Regions from separate parts of the Hordeum vulgare genome. Here region 1 is linked to region 2. A link is a contact called in public Hi-C data. All regions are on one chromosome and are shown on one strand. The core of a region is the stretch at or near the end of the contact, and the rest is flanking DNA. Distances in the headings are between cores, read along the strand shown. Region 1 holds the start of LOC123430633 (cytochrome P450 704C1-like). Region 2 holds the start of LOC123430631 (xyloglucan galactosyltransferase XLT2-like).

Evidence for each region. Hi-C and Micro-C count contacts between places; a contact is called where the count stands out from the background.
Region 1: a contact with region 2 is called in a Hi-C map of seedling, with 2.6 times the contacts expected there. The contact joins the promoter of LOC123430633 here to the promoter of LOC123430631 in region 2. A contact is called at or near these places in 1 of 6 Hi-C or Micro-C datasets (seedling) and 1 of 1 datasets of contacts at active chromatin or transcription factors (embryo).

Annotation. Positions count from the first base shown.
Region 1 is chr2H:583,973,352-583,979,394 of MorexV3_pseudomolecules_assembly, forward strand. It overlaps LOC123430633 (cytochrome P450 704C1-like), which reads right to left and starts at 4,233. Exons shown (of 4, transcript XM_045114487.1): 1 at 3,224-4,233; 2 at 2,795-3,130; 3 at 2,489-2,692; 4 at 2,011-2,383. The coding sequence starts at 4,018. The coding sequence ends at 2,192.
Region 2 is chr2H:583,691,525-583,698,311 of MorexV3_pseudomolecules_assembly, forward strand. LOC123430631 (xyloglucan galactosyltransferase XLT2-like) reads right to left here and starts at 1,465. Exons shown (of 1, transcript XM_045114485.1): 1 at 1-1,465. The coding sequence starts at 1,445.

The DNA of each region.
Region 1 (6,043 bases), core at 2,983-5,482, 280 kb after region 2:
CTTGGGTGTTTGTAGGAATTTTTTGGTTTTGCATGCTTCGTTCTCCAACAAGGGTTATGTTAGATTCATTCATATACAATCTCGAGGTATATCATCTTGTACTTTGTACTCCAACATAATCAATACAACACAAGCATGAAGTAGGGTTTTATATCTTTGAGAGGGCCCGAACCTGGGTAAACATTGTGTCTCTTATTCGTCATGTTACCATCTAGTCAAGATCACCAACTCAGGACCCCTATGGGAGATCTGTCGGATTTAGCTCTGCCAATGGCGGTTGCCACGTGTTGGTGGTTGTCACGGTTGATCTGGTCACCCGTGACAAAAACCACTTGCAAGACGCATCATTTTATGTCATGGAAGAGCATACTTCACTTTTGTCATGAAGTGATCTACGACAACCCATGCATGACACTCTTGGTTCTGTTATAATTTTGTCATGGATGAACATCAATTACAAAAAAATGCACATACTGTGGGAAATTAGTATTACCATAGTCATGTATTTTACTTGTAGTGATGCTTGGAGCCATCTAAGGAATGACCATGAGCGGGTAGCGAAGCCGTGCAATTATCAAGGCCACAAGCTAGCGACATTCGAGGATGAGGAAAACTGATGATAGTTGAATGGTCAGGTCGACAACGCTGCGATCAGAACCGACCGAGGATGGATAGGTTAAGGAGGTGGTGACCATGGTGAGATCAGACAATGTTATCCATTGGCTACGTGGGGAGAAGGGTGCCGAGGTTGGTGATGACCGTTAGAAATTGAATCGCCAAACCCACGAGCGCGTACGACTAGAGCATGACCAGGGACGAACAAGCGAAGGGGTCATGATAAGAGGATGATGGCTCAATTGGCTACAGAATGTAGATGGCATAGGTATGGAGGGTTAGAACATGGGGGTGTCTTGTGGGGGCATTGCCATCGACTGTCGCACATGCATAGCAGGATGACGGTGGCGAGCGGAATGGGGCGAGCATGAGGAGGTGCTGTGGTTTAGGAATGTTAGGAGTGGAGTAGAGGAGGGGGTATAACGGAAGATAAAGCAAGTTTCAAACTTATGGTTTGAATTTAACACACGGTTTGTCCGATTAGCAATGCCACTTGATTGGCATTTTTTATATTAAAATTTGGTTTATATTAGATCATTAGACAATGGATACAACTAGACATAAGGTAACTGAGCCTGACAAAAGTGACCCTAAACGAATATGCCTCAATTTTCTTGCCGAAACTCAACTAAACTTGTTATTATTGCACCTCCATAGCTCTCACCTCCAATGGATAACATCGCGAGTTCCAGTCACTCGTGTACGTGCAAAGATTTGTAGAGAAATATTTATCATTGAATCAACGTGGTAATAGACCTTCATGTATGGCATAGATTGGCAATTGTGCCATGCATATCAGCAGGGAATCACCCGGCCTTGGGATGCGTCACTGATAGTATCGTCTGACCAAGCGAGTGATCTTGCTCGCAATGCCATGAACAAAGAGTTTGTCAAAGAACATTATGTTGTTGCTTATGATGCACATGGAGCTACGTAACGAGATAACACAAATAATCAACATGTCAGCCATGAAGAACAATAGGGATGGAAACTTTTAGACTCCTTGGCAATGCCATAGTAAACATCACCGAGACTGAATTAGGGTCGAGGGACTTTTATTCGAGATGATACCGACATCACTACCGGAGTAACATGGCCATGAGACTAAAACCCACTACATAAAGAGGAGAGACGAGAATGGCTTCCCATTCGTCCCCGGCGTCGAAACAACAAACGAATGCATAGAGGAGAGCCGGGAAGGAGATTGATCTTGTTGGCGGCTAGGATCTCTCTCTCTTTTTTAGAAGGGGGTGTTGATTTGAACCTTTCTAATGGAAAGTGAGATCTTTTCTTGAATCAAAGCTACCTTTTAGCCAGTAATCATGGTTAACTTGCCGAACCTTGCATCAACTATTTGAGTAGAGTCTATAGAGCGTACAACTGCTCGGGTATAAATAAGTGCATGAACAACTTCTGAACTGTATGCCATTGTTATATGTACAGCTTATGAAGTGCTTGGATTACAAAAAGAGGCCGCATTGTTATATGCACATCATCATATTATCGAAGTTCAAACAGAATGGAACACCGAAACATGCACAAACTTTCGAGATTGGACATCTTGATAGCAAGCACGCTACCCGCTTGCTCGCCGGGGCGACGCACGAACGTTGAGCGGGCCATCCATTTTGAGCGTGAGCATGGGGCGATACCCCACCGTCGACTCGCCCTCCCACATCTCAAACCTGAAGAGGTAGAGAAGAACTGCCGCAAATATCTTCATCTGCCTATACGCAAACTCCTTCCCCAAGCAGATCCGAGGCCCCGCCTATGCCAGACACCACGACAAACGTAAACGTCACGTGAATATGGATAGCTCTGTACGGTTCAGGTCGTAGTCTGGTCCTGTGATGATTTGGTTACGCGTGCTCACCTGGAAGGCCGTGAACTTGTAGGGGCTCTCCGGGACGAACACGCCGTCGCCGTCGAGCCACCTCTCCGGCCTGAACTCCTCGGCGTCGTCGCCCCACAGGAACTTCATCCTGCCCATCGGGTACGGCTGGTAGTTCACCATGTCCCCTTTCCTCACGGCGTGCCCGTCCGGCAGCGTGTCATCCGAGAAGCAGTACTTGACATCCTACACCAACAAAACCATACTGATGGTGACGCCCGGTCCACACAGCACAGAAGTAGATTACTTATAATGCGCTAGGGGTAGGGATCGGGTGAGCTGACTCACGATGGGCACAGCCGGGTACAGCCGGAGGGTCTCCGTCAGCGCGGCGTGGAGGTACGGCATGTTGCTGATGGCGTCTTCTGTGAGGCACGCCGTGAGTTCTTGCGCGCCGACGTGCCGGTCGCCGGTGGTGGCCTCCCGCACCTCCCTCGCGATCTTGTCCTGGATGCGCTGCTTGCTGCACAGCACGTAGAGGAACCACGACAGCGTCCCCGCCGACGTGTCGCGGCCGGCGATCACGAAGTTGAGTATGATGTCCCGGAGGTACTTGTTGTCGAAGCAGCCGGGGTCTTTCTCCCTCTCCAGCAGGAACCTCGACAGGATGTCCTCTTTCTTGGCCTGCCAAGTCAGCAAATGTCACGACGCCAGATTTGCTGCTGCCACCTACCAGGCGGCGGCGCAATTTAGTGTTTGCAAGAGGGAAAAGCTTACGAATTCTTGTTGATCTCTGCCCATCTGCTCCATCTTCTTGTCGATGACGGCGTACACGAAGTCGTTGATGGTGCGCACCGACCGCTTCATGGCGGCCTCCGACGAGACGTTGAGCAGCCTCTTGGCCTTCCAGAGCGGGTCGAAGAACCTGTACAGCACCTGCTCGTTGGCGTCGTCGAAGGCCCTGGCGAACGCCGCGCTCTCCTGGCTGGACCCGGAGAGCGCGCCCAGGCTGACCCCGAACCCGATGGTGAAGATCGAGTCCAGCGTCGACCGCATGAACAGGTCCTGCATGTCAGCCCTCTCCCCGGCGGCGGCGGCGGCGGCCACGATGCCCGCGAGCTGGGCGGCCGTGTCGCGGAACACGCCGCTGCTGTACTCGCGGAGCACCCGGGTGGAGAACTCGAAGCTCGCGACCTTGCGCTGGTGCCGCCACATGGCGCCGTCGACGTTGAAGATGCCGTCGCCGAGGAGGTCCTCCAGCACGTCGTGGGTCATGGTGCCCTTGCCGTAGTTGGCGAAGTTGGTGCGGAGGATGTACTCCACGTTGGCGGGCTCCACGGTGTAGACGTAGTTGCAGGTCGGGGTGAGCATGCGGAAGGTGCGGTACCTCTGGGAGAGCTCCGTCTGGTACTCGGCCAGCCGGCCGAAGTTGAAGAGCTGGTGGAGCATGGTGCCGGCCACGGGCGGGTACTTCCGCCGCTTGCCGAGCAGGGCGTGGCGCGCCAGGTAGAGGGCCAGGAGGAGCAGCGACAGCGCCAGCAGCGTGGGCTGCTGGCTCAACGGTGAACCCATGGCCGTGACGGGTCACCGGTGCGAGGACGCCGGGCGTGCTGGCGCGTGGCGTGTGCCGTGTGGATTGAGGAGGATCAAGGCTTGGGTGCGAGACTGCGGGTGAGATGCACACAATTTCAGGAAGGCGCCTTGTTCTCTTCTTTTAACTGGCAATTTGGCTCATCTTCTCGTTTTCAACACACGTGGAGAAGACGAAAGCCAGATCGTTGAGATGGGTTCGTCGACGTGCCGTTTGAGTTAACGAAAAAAGGTACTAATAACTACGGTAAGGAACAGCCAAAACCTGGGAAAAATCCAAGAGTTGGGGTTGTAAATTGTAAACCCCACATCAGGATTCAGGACCAGCCAAATTGATGTTTAAAGTAGGCAGCAGTCAGATGTGAGTAGATCATCGCTTCATTTCGCCTGCTTCCCGTGGAGATTTTCCATTTTATTTTCTTTGAACCAGTCACATAATACTAATCAATAGATTCCCGCAAAATAATAGTCCTTCCATTTTCAATCACCTCGCATATTAGTCTCAAGTCAAACTTTTAAACTTTGACCAAGTCCAAACAAAAAATTATTAACATTCACAATACCAAATCAATACCATTGAAATCACTCATTGCAAAAAGAAAAAAAAACCATTGAAATCACCATTCAATATATTTTCATGTGTGTGTCTCTATATATATACACGCTATTCACATCCTGGATGAGGAAATAGTTATCCTTCATCCTTCTCTATTTTAACATCAACGCACCGTAATTTTATGTTTCGTAAATTTTGTCTTATTTTATACGTAAAAGAGACCTAAAAATTATAATCAACATTAAAATACTTTATGTCACGCAAATTTACGAACATAAAAAAAAGTGCAAAAATGCAAAAAAATAATAATTTTTTCCTAGTCTTGTGACCTATATTTTTTTTGTCAAATTTTACTTAATGATCTAATATAAATATAACTATTTTTATTTTAATATAATTTACATATAAATTGATTATTATATTAACTCGGATGAAGAAAAAACTATTCTGCATCCTGGGTGATGAATAAAGTTTCTATATTGTATACCATCACTTGCATTTTGTATGTTGTATGTACTATCTATCAAATCAGAGTGTATGTACGTGTACTATGTAGTACTCCCTTCGTCTTAAAAATCTTGTCTTAGGTTTGTCTAGAAATGGATGTATCAAAATAGTAAAACATGACTAGATACATTCATATCTAAACAAATATAAGACAAGAATTTTGGGACGGAGGGAGTATATAATAATGTTTAAGATAGTATATACATAACTTTTTGCACTATATATCATATTTTATGTATGCTCTTTTTTACGTACAAATATATACGTATTTCACAAATATAATAAAAACAATGGGTTAACTTGTATTTTTTCATGTAACCCACTTTGAAAACTCATATATATAATATATAAACGTAATTAAAATGATAAATAAGTACATAAACTAACGCATGATAGTATATGGAACATGCGTGGTAACTAGCCCTGGATGGTAGGATGTATCATTCGGTGAGGAATATTTATTCTTCATCCCCATTTATTTTCCCATTAATGCACCATATTTTTACGGTTCGCAATTTTTTTTTTCATACCTAAAAAGATAAAATAAGAAAAAAAATTACCGTAAAAAATATTTCATGCTATGTAAAGTTACAAACTTAAAAACATAGCATAAAATATACATCAAATATAAATTTTATGTTCTTATGACCTATATTTTTGTTTTTTTATGTCAAATTTTATATACTCGGCTAATATGCATGTAACCATTTAGATCTATTTGAAAATCAAACCATAAATGTAATTAGTTACTCCCTCCGTCACGGTTTAGAAGACACGTTTGAAAAATCTCTGGAACCAAGTTAGTCATAGATTGGTTGTAAGATGTAGCAGGTGTAAATGCTAATGCGCCTAATTAACTGAGAAAATACTATTACTAATGTGTGAGCAGCAAATTGGGAGGACGCATGCATGAGTAGTATTAGTACTAACTAATAGAAGTAATT
Region 2 (6,787 bases), core at 215-2,714:
AGATACCAGTGGTACTGAAGGTACGCGGTCCGCCGCCAGAACAGCACCGGCACGGCCCCGGCCACCATGCAGTCGAACAGCGAGCGGCGCGTGAAGCTGTCCCCGCGCGGCTGCACGCAGAACCGCGCGCCCATGAACAGCTCCAGGACGAGCCCGTTGTCCTTGATGCACTTGCCCTCGGCGCAGTCCAGCGCGCCGCACTCGGCCCCCGCGGCCTGGCAATCGTTGAGCAGCAACGCCCGGAAGTCCCCCTTGATGGCCGACCGCGGCGCGCCGGCGAAGGCGAAGAGCCTGGGGCGCGGGACTGACGTGACGTACTGCTGCCACGCGCGCGCGTCGGCCGCGGTGCGCGGGTGAAATCCGGTCGGGTACGGTATGCCGACGTCCATGGCGTCCCATGGCTCGCGCTCGATGACGAGGCGGGTGACGTTGGCGACCCCGGGCATGGCGAGGAAGCTGCCGCCCCACCCGCCGCTCGGACTGCGGCGGAAGTCCCAGGTAATGCGGCCCAGCGCGAGGAAGTGATCCCAGCCATTGGACCGCTTGTAGTACGGCTGCGCGTGGAGCCACGAGAGCAGCGCGACGCAGTCCCTGTCCCGGTCGGCGTCCGTGGCGTTCGCCGACCACAGGTGGCGCCCGACGGCCAGCCCCGCGTAGAACGGCACGAAGAACGCCTGGGCCCGCGCCGGGTCGGTGGTGCGGCACCGGTGCGAGAGCAGGCGGCGGTGGACGATGTGCTCGAGCGCGAACTGGTCGGAGGAGTGCCACGGCCCAAGAAGCTCGGCCGGCAGGATCGCCGACAAGCTGGTCCCTTCCGCCGGGAACCCGAGCCCGTCGTTGGCGAGGTAGGGGCAAACCGAGTACATCGGCATGAGCGTATCACACATGGCGAGCAGATCCTCGTTGAAGACGGCGGGGAGCTCGTAGACGTACACGAGCCCGCCGCCGCAGCCGGAGTCCTCGGGGCCGCGGCTGGGCGGCGGCTCCGGAACGGGAGAGGAGGTTGCGGCAGCGGTGGAGGCCAGCTTGGGTGGCGGCGCGGAGCGGAAGGCGACGAAGAGGAGGAGCTGGAAGGCGAAGAATGAGCCGAGGAGGATGACGACGAGGCGCGGGCGGCGCGCGGCGGGGTTCTGCGGCTCGGGACGGTACATCCCGGCCATGGCGGGTGCCTGGGTGGGGTGGAGGAGCTCTGAGCTTGCTGTGGATCGCGGCGTCGGCGTGGGGATGATTTGAGGCGAGCTGGGAGAGGACGGACCACCAGCGCGAGGGGAGAACGTGGGGGCGCAGTACGGGGAGAGGAGCGTGGGGATTCGGAGATGGGGACGGATGGAGATGGCCGGAGATCGCGCTGTGCTGGGCTGTGCTGTGCTGTGCTGGGGGAAGTCGTGCAGATTGGGAGTAGTGGCAGACGACTTGCCCTGCTTTGGGTTAAGGTTGTTCAGCATTGCGTGCTCGACACTTGAGACTTCAGGTAGACTCCGGCCAAGGGCATCTTTGCTCGACACTTTTTCTTAGGGAAATATTATCTGGCCAACCGTTCTGCCAAGATGCTCTAACCCCGGTGAACCTTCTCCCTTCCGTCGCACTTTCTCTGTTTTATAATGTAGTGCCTCCGTACTTATCACCGTTCAAATTTAACTGTAATTTGATCAAAGTAACGACTCCGACGAAAGCAAAAATTATATCATTCAATTCATATATGATTTTTTCCAGCGATATAATTTTTTGCTTTCGCCGCAGGTCAGGTTGGCTAAATTTATTATTGAACTTAAATCTCGAGAAACACGGATGCATTACATTATGAAATGAAGGGGATATGAATCTCGGTGCAAAGCTCACGCCAAATGAACTTTTGGGTTGAGAGGGCCTTTTATGTATTTTTGTGTTTAAAATTCACATTTATTATTCAATGTCGTAAATCCCAGTTTTTCTCATTTTCTGACATGATAATATTTTTTTCACAGCACGAGCTTTTTAAAGATGATTTTGTGTTTATTATTTAGACACGGCATTTTTTTATTTTAAATGGCATGGAAGTTTTATTACTAAGCATATGGCATTTTTATTAACAATATGATGCAATTTTTAACAATAATAGAATGACATTTTTGTTATTGAGAGATGCCATTTTCGTTTTTAGTCGCATGGTGTTTTATTAGTGCATGAGATTTTTATTAACAATATGATGCATTTTTATAAATTAAAGAACTGCATTTTTGTATTATATAAATAGGCTTGGAATTTTAATGTTTGAGAGGATGAATTTTTTTATTTTTAATGGCATCACCATTTTATTTTTGGAGTGCATCGAGATAAAAACAATTATCGAGAGGGTGATAATTTTATAAAGTAACACGCCACTTTTTTCAAAGCATGGCATTTTCTAAAGTTTATAATTTTATGTTTTTCTTGTTCATGGAATTTTTATCCTGAGAATGGTAGTTTTAAATTTTAGCATGACACTTTTATTTATTATTTTGGAACCGGGCTTTCTCCCCTTTCCATTACTTTCATAACGGAAATACAATGTTTTTGAGACCAGAACCAGAAAGAGGGGGAAAGGGAAAAAAGCGAGTTCGTAACAATATCAGGAAACCCACCATTTATGCCTGTCATCAGGAACACAAACTGCGGGGCGAAAACCTGATATCATCCGATACTACGCAAAAGATCAAAAGTTACACTACCATGAACCAGCACCACTACGAGGGTTCCCAACAACCATAACCAGACCAGGCTCACAAAAGAGCACAAGATAAAACGAAAGTTTCACAGACTCATAGAATTTCAAAAGCTATCACGAGGGCACCAAGCTATTTGCACTGTAACCAGCAAAATCCATCGCCAAGGGATCGTCATCTTCTCCTGCACTTACCACTCCTCCCAGGCTTCTTCCTCCTCTGCCTGTTCGGTCGATTCTGGCCTTGGTGGTCCACATAGCAGCAGTATCTGGGATGCGCTCTCTTTTAGCAATTGAGCCCCTTTCTTGACAGTCTCCGCCATCGCCGGTTTTTGCATACCTGCCGAGTATTCAACAAACGCACATGTTGTGAAAGCAATTTCAAAAGGAGTGTTAATCCACTTCTTTTCAAAAGTAGCCCGATTCCGAGCCAGCCATATAGACCAACAAACTGCAGCTAAGCCAATAATATAAATCTCGCATAAGCCCGGCAAAAAAGCATACAACCAAGAATAAACCTGCCAAATCGTTTTTGGAATATAACTCGTACCAAAAATAGCACCAACAGTTCTCCAAACAACATTGGCCACCGAGCACCCAAAGAACTGATGCTGCGCCGATTCAAGTTCATCACAAAAAGAACATTTAGGCCCCCCTGCCACTGGCGTTTCCTCATATTATCGATAGTAAGAATGAAGTTTTCAAATAACTGCCACGGGAAGATTTGAATCTTCAAAGGAATCTTAGTCCCCCAAATCCACTTATAATTGGCCCCCTCAAGGTTCCTCTCTAACCATCTATACATAGTTTTAGTGGAATATTCTCTGGAATTATCTAATTTCCAGTATATTTCATCATCCTCATCTGCACAAATTTTATCCAATACGTATTGTTTCATTTCATCCCATTTCTGGAGCATAACTGGAGATAATCTTCTCCTAAAAGAAGTTAAATGATTTATACTCCTTATCTAAGAAAATTTCAAAGAGATCAGGATATCTGTCTTTTAGAAGGACATTATCACCCAGATCATCTAGCCATAGGCTAGCAATGTGTCACGCCCAAGATGCGACCCTATCCTCAATTTGACACGAAGGCCTCGTCACGGATAGAAGCGCATCTCGTCGTGTCGCAAGAATGGATATCGTTACAAGTACATGTATTGAAAAGAAGAGGTATATAACAGAGTTGGCTTACACTCGCCACAAGTTACATCAGAGTCGCTTCAGTACATTACATAATCATCAAGAGTAAGAGCAGGGTCCAACTACGGACGAAAACAAACGACAAAAGAAGAACGACGTCCATCCTTGCTATCCCAGGCTGCCGGCCTGGAACCCATGCTAGATCGAAGAAGAAGAAGAAGAAGAAGAAGAAGCAACTCCAAATGAACAATCAACGCGCTCACGTCAAGTAACCTTTACCTGTACCTGCAACTGGTGTTGTAGTAATCTGTGAGCCACAGGGGACTCAACAATCTCATTTCCAAAGGTATCAAGACTAGCAAAGCCTAATGGGTGAGGTATGGATAAGTGGTGAGGTTGCAGTAGCGGCTAAGCAGATATTTGGTGGCTAAACTTACGAGTACAAGAAATAAGAGGGGAAAGATCTACGCATAGCGGACGTGAAATACTGTTGATCAAATGAATGATCCTGAACACCTACCTACGTCAGACATAACCCCACCGTGTCCTCGATCGGAGAAGGAACTCACGAAAGAGACAGTCACGGTTACACACACAGTTGGCATATTTTAATTAAGTTAACTTCAAGTTATCTAGAACCAGTGTTAAACAAAGCTTCCACGTTGCCATATAACTGCGGGCACGACTTTCCAAAAGATTTAACCCTGCAGGGGTGCTCCAACTAGTCCATCACAAATTACCACAAGCTGCATAGAAATCCTCAATCACGAAGCTCGCGATCTCGTCGAATTCCCTAGTGGAAAACCTCAACTCTCAGATTACCCAAAGCATCACCGAAATCCCGATGCACAAGATATTTCGTCAAAGGTAAAACTAATCCAGCAAGGCCGCCCGACGTGTCGACGAACCCGATAGGAGCCGCGTATCTCGTTCTCACGACACGACGGATGGGTTACACTAGGAGAACCAAACCTCGGGTTGCCCCGAGGTGGCCCCGTAGTCTGCCAATTTGGACCAACACTCATGAGGAGCACTGGCCCGGGGGTTGATTAAATTATCCTCGGGGTCCGGAAAGCCCCTATGCAATTATATTAGGTGTTTAGGCAAATGTAGTACCAAAGTTGGGCCTTGCCAGACCAGTCTTAATCTAAAACGAATTATCAAGGGGGTCCCCATAACAACCCCGATCGTGTTAGGAGCGCTCAATTATGGAACATAACACCGGTAGCCGGAAACTAAGGGGGCAAAGGTGGAACAAAACACCAGCCTAGAAAGTCCGAGCCTTACACCTTTTACCAAGTATATAGGTGCATTAAATTAAATAGCATTTAATATGGTGATATAACAAGGAACCAATGTTTTCACATGGAAGCAACTGCACCTGCAACTAGCAACACTAACACAGGGTTAAGCAAGCAGTAACATAGCCAATCAGTGGTTTGCTAGGTTGAACAGGTTGAAGGTTTTCATGGCATTGTTGAGAGGCTGATATTTAACATGTGGTAAGCAACGAGACATAACGACCGAAACGATAAAACTAGCATGGCAATGATAGTAATGGTATCTGGGGAAATGGTTGTCGTGGGTATAAGTCTGACAGTAGATGTGTAGGGTACGAAAGGATGGGCAGAGCCTTAGCTATGGCGAGGTTGTATGAGTTCAGGCCCCTCTACGGTGGAGGTAATAGCCCTACGTCTCAGTGCTCTGGGAGCTTGTTGTCGAGTGGAATATGGATTACAGTGAATTGCTAACCCCTGCACCAGTGGGGAAGGGTGGCTTATATAGAGTGTGCTGCCCTTCACAACGGTTCGGTGCACAGGGGTGGAGTAGTGGCGAATAAATGCCTACGTTACAGGTAACGTATGTCTTAAATGCTAATAAAGGCACATGGAAAACGTATGACCGTTTCCCTCCTGGGGGGTTATAATACACAGAGTGGAATCCAGTCGGTTAGCTTGATACACTCTGAATGCTTATCTCCGACTGGATGATGGAGGATTCATAACCGACTGGATGATGGGAAGTCCTTAATTCAGTCGGAACTGACTAAGGGCCTTATCCCTTATGAAGGGTAGTCCTTGGTTAGGACTTATAGGGCAGGCCTATGACCCTACCCTAGGACTATAACCCCATCAATGGTCATCTTGCCTGAGATCCCGCTTGGAAGAAGAATGCCTCCGTGAAGCAGACGGACCGACGTAGTCGAACGGGTCCTCACAATCCGGCACGCCACGGAACTCTAACGAGACGAAGCAAACCGGAAACACAAATCAACACACGGAATTCACCACACGATGCACAGCACAAATGATGCATGAGCAGCTGAATACATGCAAGTCATGGCATGGCAATTCACACAATCAAACACTACACATTAAGTGAAGTTCAATATGCAACGAGTTGCATATTGACGAAACTCCACGTTAATTTATTTAGTTCAATCCCGATTAGGTACACGACAATATTAAATGTGATTAAACATGGCAAGAGGTGACGCGCAATTAATCTACCTATCTAGGCATTTTAAATGAGGTCGGAAATGACATATAGCATCTCCGAAACGACCTCACATGTTAATTTACGAATCTGTCCAGATCTGAACTAACACATTTAGTTAGTTCTTAAACACCACAACAAATAGGTTCACGTGATTCTACGCGTCGTTACAAGCAATTTACACATAGAGAACATCTTCAACGGAGCTACGGATCAAAAGTTACAAGCACCGCAAGATATGATGGCATGAATGCAATATGTGTGCAACCACGGCTACGAGCACTTCAAAACATACAACCAGCAAGAGAAAATAAAACTACACGAGATTCTAAGCAAGTTTCACGTAGGGCACAATCAAATCGGAGCTATGGTTCAACATCTACGAGCAAAACGAGAAATCACTACAATCTGCCAAAATCAGCCACATAGCATTTTCTACACCCCACAACTACGGGCTACACAACTC